Regions from separate parts of the Sus scrofa genome. Here all the other regions are linked to region 3. A link is a contact called in public HiChIP or PLAC-seq data. All regions are on one chromosome and are shown on one strand. The core of a region is the stretch at or near the end of the contact, and the rest is flanking DNA. Distances in the headings are between cores, read along the strand shown. Region 1 holds the start of PSMA2 (proteasome subunit alpha type-2). Region 2 holds the start of PPIA (peptidylprolyl isomerase A). Region 3 holds the start of BLVRA (biliverdin reductase A).

What was found. HiChIP or PLAC-seq counts read pairs in DNA pulled down with a chosen protein or histone mark.
Region 1: a contact with region 3 is called in an H3K27ac HiChIP or PLAC-seq map of alveolar macrophages. The contact joins the promoter of PSMA2 here to the promoter of BLVRA in region 3. A contact is called at or near these places in 2 of 5 promoter capture datasets (fetal liver and liver), 1 of 47 Hi-C or Micro-C datasets (liver) and 1 of 2 datasets of contacts at active chromatin or transcription factors (alveolar macrophages).
Region 2: a contact with region 3 is called in an H3K27ac HiChIP or PLAC-seq map of alveolar macrophages. The contact joins the promoter of PPIA here to the promoter of BLVRA in region 3. A contact is called at or near these places in 2 of 5 promoter capture datasets (fetal liver and liver) and 1 of 2 datasets of contacts at active chromatin or transcription factors (alveolar macrophages).

What each region holds. Positions count from the first base shown.
Region 1 is chr18:51,907,690-51,910,813 of Sscrofa11.1, reverse strand. It overlaps PSMA2 (proteasome subunit alpha type-2), which reads right to left and starts at 1,415. Exons shown (of 8, transcript XM_003360207.5): 1 at 1,285-1,415. The coding sequence starts at 1,325. It overlaps MRPL32 (39S ribosomal protein L32, mitochondrial), which reads left to right and starts at 1,523. Exons shown (of 3, transcript XM_021079164.1): 1 at 1,523-1,691. The coding sequence starts at 1,562.
Region 2 is chr18:50,565,038-50,568,097 of Sscrofa11.1, reverse strand. PPIA (peptidylprolyl isomerase A) reads left to right here and starts at 1,281. Exons shown (of 5, transcript NM_214353.1): 1 at 1,281-1,353. The coding sequence starts at 1,285.
Region 3 is chr18:51,183,995-51,187,128 of Sscrofa11.1, reverse strand. It overlaps BLVRA (biliverdin reductase A), which reads left to right and starts at 1,636. Exons shown (of 8, transcript XM_003134889.4): 1 at 1,636-1,796.

The DNA.
Region 1 (3,124 bases), core at 166-2,665, 720 kb before region 3:
AACTTATCATAGAAAGATTCAGCCCCTGATAACGAACGGCTGTTTTATGTTTCAGCTCCCCTAGGATCACTCTTCGTTACAGATAAAAGTCCAGGTTTGTTCTGCTCATGAATATGAACAGTGACTACTTGGCAAATACTGTTTTCTATCTCTGTATATGATAAGATCTTTTATTAAAAAGAAGGTGTTTCAGTATTTTAAGAAGACATCATACAATAATGTAAAGTATTAATTTTGTCGTCAGAAAAAAACTCGGCTGGAACGTTAACTCAGCTATTCATCTATGACCACTGGACGAGTTATTTAATTGGTCTGAGCGGTGGTAATTAGCTCATCTGTAAAGCGCTGCGATAACATTTACCACACATGGAGGCAGAAAGAGATGCAGTAAGCTGCACCCACATAAAGTACTCAACAAGTTAGACCTCGCCTGCTTTCAGCAGTCAAAATAAGAATATATGTTAAACGAGGCATCACTGATCTATAGGAAAATGATCAAACTGAACCATTCCCCCGCTCGATTATTAAATCTTTCAATGATGATTTTCTTACACTGGAAATGATGACAATTCATTTCAAATTTATTTTGAAAAATATACTTATATATTTACTCTAAAAAAGGCCTACAACCTTTCTACAAACAAACAAAAAATCCCCCTCCCAATACAACAGCCAAAAAGCGCAAATGCAGCCGAGGAGTTTGGAGTCCTCAAACCAGGGGGCAGAAAGATTACCGCTTTCATTTTCAGTCCTTAAACTTCCGGTGGGAGCACCAAGGAAACCGAAAGCGGGAAGAGCTTTCGAAAGACATTAATGCCAAATGCAGTCTAAGACTCGGACCAAACTGGAAAGTTGGCCTTTCCGAGAAAAGGAACCCCATAGATTTGACCAAGATTCCGCGCTCCGGAAGCTCCCGAAATCAGGCCTACTTGGGTAAAAAAAACCAAAACTGTGAGTTCTGAACGGGACACTCAGAGACAGCGAACCCAAAGCTGCCTTTTCTAGTGCCCAAAGCCAAAGAAAACACCTCGGTGAGGGCCTCCACCTCCCGCAGCGCCAAGGTCGCCCGGGATCCCCGGACTCGCGTCCCCACAGCCCCCCGACACCAATGCTCCCCAGGCCGCGGGAGGGCCCCGCAAATGACTTTGCAAAGTCGCATTTCCACCCCCAAGCCCTCCTGGGCCTTCTGAAAGCACCAGGCCAGAGACCAGGATGGGAAAAACCGGGTCGGCTGAGCTCCTGCAACCTCAGCTACATGGAGGACCTCGGAGACCCCTTCCCTACCTGAATGTAGTCAGCGAAAAGCTGTAACCACGCTCCGCCATCTTTACCCGAAGATCCAAGGCACAGCCGCACACATGCGCACTGAAGCCCGTTTCTTCTCATTTCCCCTCCCCGCGCCTTCCTTTCTCTCTCTCTGATTGGAGAAGAATCAGAGCCGCTCCAGAGGCATGCTGGGCATTGTAGTTCTAAACGAGACGTTGGCCGACTCTGATCTGTGCGCATGCTCGAGGTAGGGGTGGGCCCCCGGCCCGATGGGCGTGGTTTTTGGGCGAGCAACATGGCGTCCGCCATGCTGGTGCTGGTGGTTCCGCCGTGGCCCGCAGCCCGGGGACTTCTCCGGAATTGGTGGGAACAACTGCAACGGAAGCTTCAGCACAACCGGCTAGGCCTTCCCCTTCATCCTTGGGGTAGGTAAAGAAAACCTCCGTGGAGAGCGGTTTGGGCCCGGGGACCCCAGGCATGGTTGTGGACCCCGCTCCTGCTCTGCCCTCCTCCCGCGGTCTGATCTCCCGCAGAGCGTAGAGGACATTGTCCTGGACCTTCATTTACTTAGAAGCAAGAGACAGCAATTTTTGCTCCCCAGTCCCCTGCAAAAAAGGAAAAAGGCCCTGCACTTGTCCCATTCGTGCCTAGGGGCTGAAGGGCATTAGCTTGGCACCACGCCGAGCTGCTGTTTCGATCCTCTTGTCTTTCCTTTCGTTCCACTTCCTAAAGCAATTTGCCTTCCGGTGTTTGAGCTCTGTGCAGTTGAATCCTGATCCTCTGTTTCCCATGGCAACTAAGTTTTGCTTTTTAGGGCCTCAGCCCCAGGCGTACGGAAGTTCCCAGGCTAGGGGTCAAATCGGAGCTACCGCTTCGGGCCTGCGCCACAGCCACAGCAATGCTGGATCCCAGCCGCATCTGGGACCTACACCACAGCTCACTGCAGTGCTGGATTTTGACCCACTGAGCGAGGCCAGGGATTGAACCCACATCCTCATGGATATTAGTCGGATTCATGTCTGCAGCCCCAAGACGGGAACTCCCAACAGAAACTACTTTTAAATGGAAGCATCTTGGATGTCATTGATTCCACATTTACATTCTCCTCGATTTTGAAGGTATCCAGAACATGGAAGTGATAATACCCAGGTAGTATGTCAAAATTTATATGTGCTTCCTGGGATAAATCTCCACAACTGTCCCATTAGGTGTCTGCACTTTTCTACAGATGTAGGCTCAGAAGGGAACCAAAGTGACACAGGCCGTCCAGAGCCTGTGCTCTTAACCACTTGTCTGGGCTTAGCAATACTTTTAGATAAACTGAAAAGGAATACCAGTTGTTAAGTGTTAGACATCTTTGTATACTTTTAAAAGTTTCTAAGATCAAGAAGTATTTTAGGTCTGAAGAATTTAGCCAGGAGAGGGTGAAGGAATCTCTTTGGTTTTATAAACAATTTAGAAAAACAAGAGTGAAACGTTGGGGATCACCTAAATAATTAATATCTTACAAAGAATGAGGAGCTAGTTCTTTTCCTTGGAGAATTGACATGGATCAAGATTAAATATCATGAAGAGCTAAGTGACTTAAAGTGTCTGCCAGGACAGAGGCGCTAACGCAGTTTGAATCTAATAAAGGACCAGTCAACATTTATCTCAGGGCCAGTGGAAAGCATAGATGTCCTTGCAAAGTAACTAGGTACTGCCCACCAAGTAGAATGTGGACAACTGAGTAAATTTTTTTTTCGGTCTTGTGTTGGGTGCCTCTCAGACTTTTTTCATGTTTACTACTCACCCCCTGAGTTCTGTATTACAAGACGAGAAACTTTTGGTAAAATTTCACTGATTGATTTAAGCAGGT
Region 2 (3,060 bases), core at 32-2,531, 620 kb after region 3:
GTTGCAGACATGGCTCCGATCTGGCGTTGCTGTGGCTGTGGTGAAAGCCAGCAGCTGTAGCTCGGATTAGATCCCTAGCCTGGGAACCTCCACATGCTGCGGGAGCAGCCCTAAAAAGCAAAAAAAAAAAAAAAAACCTAAAAAACAAAAACAAACCCACCAACCTCTGATTTGCTTCTCACAACCCTATCCTGGTTTTGCAGATGAAGAACCTGAGGTTTTTTGTTTTTTTTATTACTGAAATGAATTTATCACATCTGTAGTTGTGTAACGATCATAACAATCCAATTTCACAGGATTTCCATCCCCCGAAGAACCTGAGTTTTACAGATACTAAATAACATTCTGAATACTTCGACCAAGTGTCAGAGGATACATAAATTTTCTTTTCAAGGTTTTCTGAACAAATGACTAGGGTCACATAAGGGCACTTAGTACTAGCAATAAAACTATCATTAATTTATTAGCCTAAGGGAATTCACTTTTAAATGGTTGCTTTGTCTTTCACCCAGAAGGCAGAGCAAAATTCTGCTTTTGAAAGAGGGTGTGGGGCAGAGATTTTAAAAGTTTTAAAAAGACGGCAAAAGTGTGCAGCATGTCTTTATAGGTTAAGAGTCCGCCAGGCTCGTGCTTTAACGTCTTCCTCCTGGAGAAAATTCAGAGTGTGCAGGGTATTTTCGGAAAGTAGGGCATTTTGGAAGCATTTCATAATCTCTTAGACTGGGGGGGGGGGCGACGGCTGCCCCTCATCCTCAACTGCAGTAAGAAAAAGGTGATGCCCGATGCCCAAAGCCACCTGGCCTCCCAGAGAGGCGCGGGCCCTGGACCCCGAGCGACCTTGGCCGATAGCGCGACCTTGAGGCCTGCGTTCGCCTCAGTTACCCCCTCTGAGCAATGGGGTGAGGTCTTGTCCGCCGGGCCGGGGGTATGCGCCCCCCTCAGGTGCCCACCGACTCTCCATGGCGCTCACCACGCCCTGTCCGGGTGTCCATTCCGGTCGCTGGCACCAGACCCCACGCCGCAGCGCGGAGAAGGAGCCCGCGGGCGGGAACCTGCCTGCATCCTCCAGCGCGCACGCGCGTCTCCCGTCCCGCCTCTCCGGCGCCATCTTCACCCATAGGCCAGCCGCGCCATCACTCCGACTAGACCTGGGTCACGATTGGCCAGCGACAAGGCACGCGACCGGCCGTGGGCGGGGCCCAGACCGGCTATAAAAGAGCCGGCGGCGGGGCTCGTGCTGCCTTGCAGACGCCGCCGCCCCGGATCTCTCAGTGCTGCTCAGCCATGGTTAACCCCACCGTCTTCTTCGACATCGCCGTCGATGGCGAGCCCTTGGGCCGCGTCTCCTTCGAGGTTGGGGCGGGCGGCAGTGCGCCTGGTGGGCCCCGGCGGGGGGTGGGGGGCGACCGGGGGTCCGGGTGCTGGCACCCCGCTTGAGGAACGCGGGCGGCGCGTCGCCATTTCCTGACGAGGGGCCATTTTGGGAGGCCGGGGGCGGCGGGCAGACAAAGGCGGGGCGGGCGGGGGAGGGGCGGCCGCGCCCTTCCGGCCGCGCACGTGCTCGGGCCGCGAGCAGTTGGCCGCCGCGCGGGTCCGCGGGCCCCCGAGGGTCAGCAACGCCCCAAACGGAAGGCGGGTCCCGGCCCCAGGCAGCTGCGACCCTCCTGGGGCGGCCCTCGAGGGCTCGGAGGCCGGTCGCCTCGCGCCGACGCGGCAGCCGCAACAGAAGGCTGCCGTTCCCGCGCCGGGGCCGGTGGTGGCGGCCCGCCCTCCCGTGACCCCGGAGGAGCGGCTGCTCATTAGGGCTGGCGGGGTCAGCCGAGTGGAGGGCTTCCCCGCTGTCGTAAGATCGCGAGGTGGGTGTCGGAGAAGGGCCCACGCGCCCTCCCCGCCCCCACCCCGAACGGAAATGTGCAGGCCGCCTTCCCTCCGCTGGCGCCGGGGCCCGCCTTCCGCTGCGGTGACGGTGGGTGGGAGGCGCCCGGCCACTCCCGGCTGTCCCCACGCAGGGCTAGTCGAGACTGGCTGCTCGGTAGGCCTCCCCGATGCTGGGAGTTCTCGTGTGTAGTCACGGGATGGCAGCCAAGTCGATGTGCTCACGAGTCGGTAAATGCTGTTCTGTTGGAGTTAACGTGGTAGGCCTTGGGGTGGAGCCGTCAGAGATTCCATCCCTGGGACCACTTTTCAAAAAGCCGCCAATGATGAGGATCTTACTCCGAGAACAGATGTATCCCCCACCGCCACCCCATGCAGGGGGTTTCCTATCTTGTCAACCCCTAAACTCTTCCTGGAGAAAACGTTGCGTCCTAGTCAATCTGTCCCTCCCTCTTACTGTAGTCAAGGCTAAGAATTGATAGGGCCCACGTGGAAACTTGCCCTGAGATAAATACTCCGTGGAGAAATACGTCCAATCGAGCACACCCCGCTTTATCCGGTCAGCTGATAGTTGACCAGAGGCCACGTGGAAACTCGGCCCGAGCCTGAGGCTTTGTGGCTTGTCTCAGGTGAGCCAGAGCGCTAAGGGAAATGCGATAGGAGCTCTGGCGTGGGTTCTGGTGAGAATGGAGGTGGAACTGCCGGTAGCGACTTGAACATCAGGAGGGGTCTTAAAGTCAGGGCAGCACAAGGGTTTGAGGAACGTCGGCACTTGAGACCATTTACTTCACTCACACTTAGAAGGTCGTCCTAAAAATATTCAGGGATCTCAATAGGTGGTTTAGTCACACATCTCTGGAATAGTCAGTAAAATACTTTGTCTTTATGAAAGGGCTTATAAATGCTTTCTCTGGTATTTAAGCTTTTTTAGCCAGAATGTTTTATATATGCAGGAAAGGAAGCAGTTGTACTAGAAATCAATCTTTATTTTTTACCCCACTACTAGGTAAGGGACCTGGAAACCAAGAAGTGACTGCTCATCCAATCCATAAAGCTATGTTAACAGATTGGAGGTAGTAGCATTTTCATTACCAGTGACTAAATTCCCTGATCATGCAAGAGTACTTGCTGTTCCCGAAAATCTTGTACTTAGGTTCAAACTGAAGTTGGGGGAGGTGATGTACA
Region 3 (3,134 bases), core at 387-2,886:
TCTCCAGCTATTCTTGTCTTGCAGCTTTGTGTTTCATTGTATACACTTACCCCCTAACAGAAAGAACATAGCTCTACCTCAACTCTGTTCCCTTTACCTTTGTGCTTTGTGCCTGTGCTTAGTCATGCTGGCTCAGCAGCTTTTGTAAAAAGGATGTTACCTATGGCTTGAAATATTCAGGATAGCCTATTCTGGGGGCTCTGAACTTGAAGAACCCATTCATATAGAGATTAAAAAGTTGCGGAACAGAGACTAACAACAGAGTCTTGGAGGAGGTTTATAGGAACTTGGTGAGCCACCTACAGTGGACAGCCATAGGAAGTGTCCCTCACCAAGAAGTTTGAAACTAACCATGCTCCCTCACCTTGCGTTTAAAAGTGCTTTGCTGAGGGAGTTCCCGTCGTGGCGCAGTGGTTAATGAATCCGACTAGGAACCATGAGGTTGCCGGTTCGATCCGTGGCCTTGCTCAGTGGGTTAAGGATCTGGCGTTGCCCGTGAGCTCTGGTGTAGGTTGCAGACGTGGTTCGGATCCCGCGTTGCTGTGGCTGTGGTGTAGGCCGGAGGCTACTGTCTGATTGGACCCCTAGCCTGGGAACCTCCATATGCTGCAGGAGCGGCCAAAGAAATGGCAAAAAAGACACCCCCCTCCCCCCAAAAAAGTGCTTTGCTGAAGCCCCGCAAAGAGTTAGGGAGTTTGGGAGCACCAGTCTCCTTGCATGGCCCTGCAATAAACCTTCCTCTGCTGGAAACTCTGATCTTTCCGTTTGTTTGACCTCACTGTGCACCAGGAACACGAACTTATATTTGGTAACGAGATAAAAGCGCTTGTGGGGATGGATAGTGGTGGGTTTTGCACAATGTGAACGTATTTAATGCCGCTGAACTATACACTTAAAAATGGTTAAGATGGGAGTTCCCATCATGGCTCAGTGGTTAAGGAGAACCCGACTAGCATCCAGGAGGACGCAGGTTCCATCCCTGGCCTCGCTCAGTGGGTTAAGGATCTGGAATTGCCTGTGGGGTGGTGTAGGTTGCAGACATGGCTCGGACCCAGCGCTGCTGTGGCGTAGGCTGGCGGCTACAGCTCCGATTTGACCCCTAGCCTGGGAACCTCCACATGCTGCAGGTGCCACCCTAAAAAGACAAAAGACAAAAAAAAAAAAAAAAAAAGGTTAAGATGGAAGTTTTATGTGTATTTTCACACACACACACACACAGAGCCCTTCGCTGCCTGTTTTCCGGGGCACTGGGGCTCCTAACCCAGAAAGGATCTAGTGGGTTCCATGGGGCAGGAGTAGAGCGGAGCAAGGGGCTGCTATGCCCACCACTAAGAGGACAGAGCACACCATGACTGGCCTGCGAGGCTGCTGAAGGCCCCGAACTTGGGTCCAGGGCTCCCTCTCCCCTGTGGACGAGAGCCCTGGGCCCACTCGCCCGGCGGAGCAGAGCGCAGCGACAGGGCACGAGCTGGGCGGGATACCCGAGCGGGGAGAAGGTCCCAGCCAGCCCTTCGAGTCCCATTGCGCCAGAAGGTGCTGGGGCCACGCCCTCCCAGGAGGAGGCTTGAGGCGGGACCCCGCCCCTCACGGCCCCGCCTCCCCCTCCCCCCTCCCCTCTCCCCCGCCCCTCCCCTCGCCCCTCCCCTCGCCCCTCCCTCTGGCTCCCCGACCCCGCGCTCCCCCGAGTCCTCCCGCCCAGCGGCCAATCCCGGCTGCGCTCCGGCCTGTTCTCTGCGCGGTGGTGGCGCCGAGCGCGGAGACTGCCCGGCGAGCTCAAGCTTTGTGCTCAGCGGCAGGTAAGGGCGCGCGGGGGATCGGGGTCGCGTAGAGCTTTGCTAAAACCCTCAGGCCGAAGCGTGAAAACCGCTGCCAGCCGGGGACCCGGTGCCCGATCCGCTGTCCTGCCCGAGCTTTCGGCGCCGTCCACCTCGCCCCGCCCGGGCCCGTCGCCTGAACGGACGATCGAGAGGCTTGGCCGGCCGGGGATCGCGAGGTGCTCTCCCAGAGAAGGCCTTTCTCAAGTGGCAAAGACCGACTGTTCAAAACATTGCATCTGTATTTCACTCGTAAAGTGGTTATGGTTTTGGGTGGGTGCTACGCGTGGTGCGGCGAAGTCTCGCGGCGCTGCCCCGGCATCTCCAGCCCGGATGAGGGTTCGGCCCGGCGGGGAATCGGAGGACCGCGCAGGCTGGGGTTCTGGCCCTCGGTACAAACCCTGCACGGGTCACTTAATCTCTCCTGGCTGCACTGTCCTCTTTGGAAACTGGAAAATGTTACGAATTTCATTTGTTGTGAGGGTTACATGAATTACGTGCACTCTGAAAAAACGAAGGTTGAGCTGCCCCCAGCAACAGGATAATCTAGACAGAGAGGTATTTCTAAGTACTGATACCCTGAATTGTTCTGCAAAGACAGTTGGCAGCAAAATCACGTAGAAGAGTAAGAAATCATATAAATATATATATAACCACATATTGGGTGCAGAGATCACGTAAAGCAGGAGAGAAGTGGTGGGGGGAGTAAAGTGGGATCTTTCTGTGAAAATGGAGATGCTCCGTATTTAATTAATTTACATTTAAGTAGCCAGTGTGTCTTACAGGACAATGCAGACCTGTGTTGTTTTTGGGCTTGAGTCTCAGATTTGTCTCTGTGAAAGTAGTCTTGGTCGGTTGCTTAGTTCTTGTCATTTGAAAGCAGAGTAGATTCGTTCATTCATTCATTCTTCAAATATTAATGGACTTGAAGAAGCAGAGCCATTTCTTGAGATTAGCTATAAGGGCAATTTTCTGTATTTCATGATTAGAGCACCCTGATGTATTGCCATGTAAAAGACTGTTCAGTTGAGGAATTGGGGCTGGCAGGGACGGAGCCAGTGGATATGGCATCATTTATAGCTTTTTTTTTTTTTTAAGGGTTTTGAATAATTTTCTAAATGTTAACCAGCCTTTATGGAAAAAATTTAAAATATGTAGATACGCAAAAAGAAACAAAGTCACTAAAAAAATTCCACCACTCAGAGACATAATGAAAGTTACTATTTTTTTTTTTTTTTTTTAGGGTTGCACCTGCCGAATATGGAAGTTCCCAGGCTAGGGGTCAAATCCGAGCTGCAGCTGCAGGCCTACACCACAGCC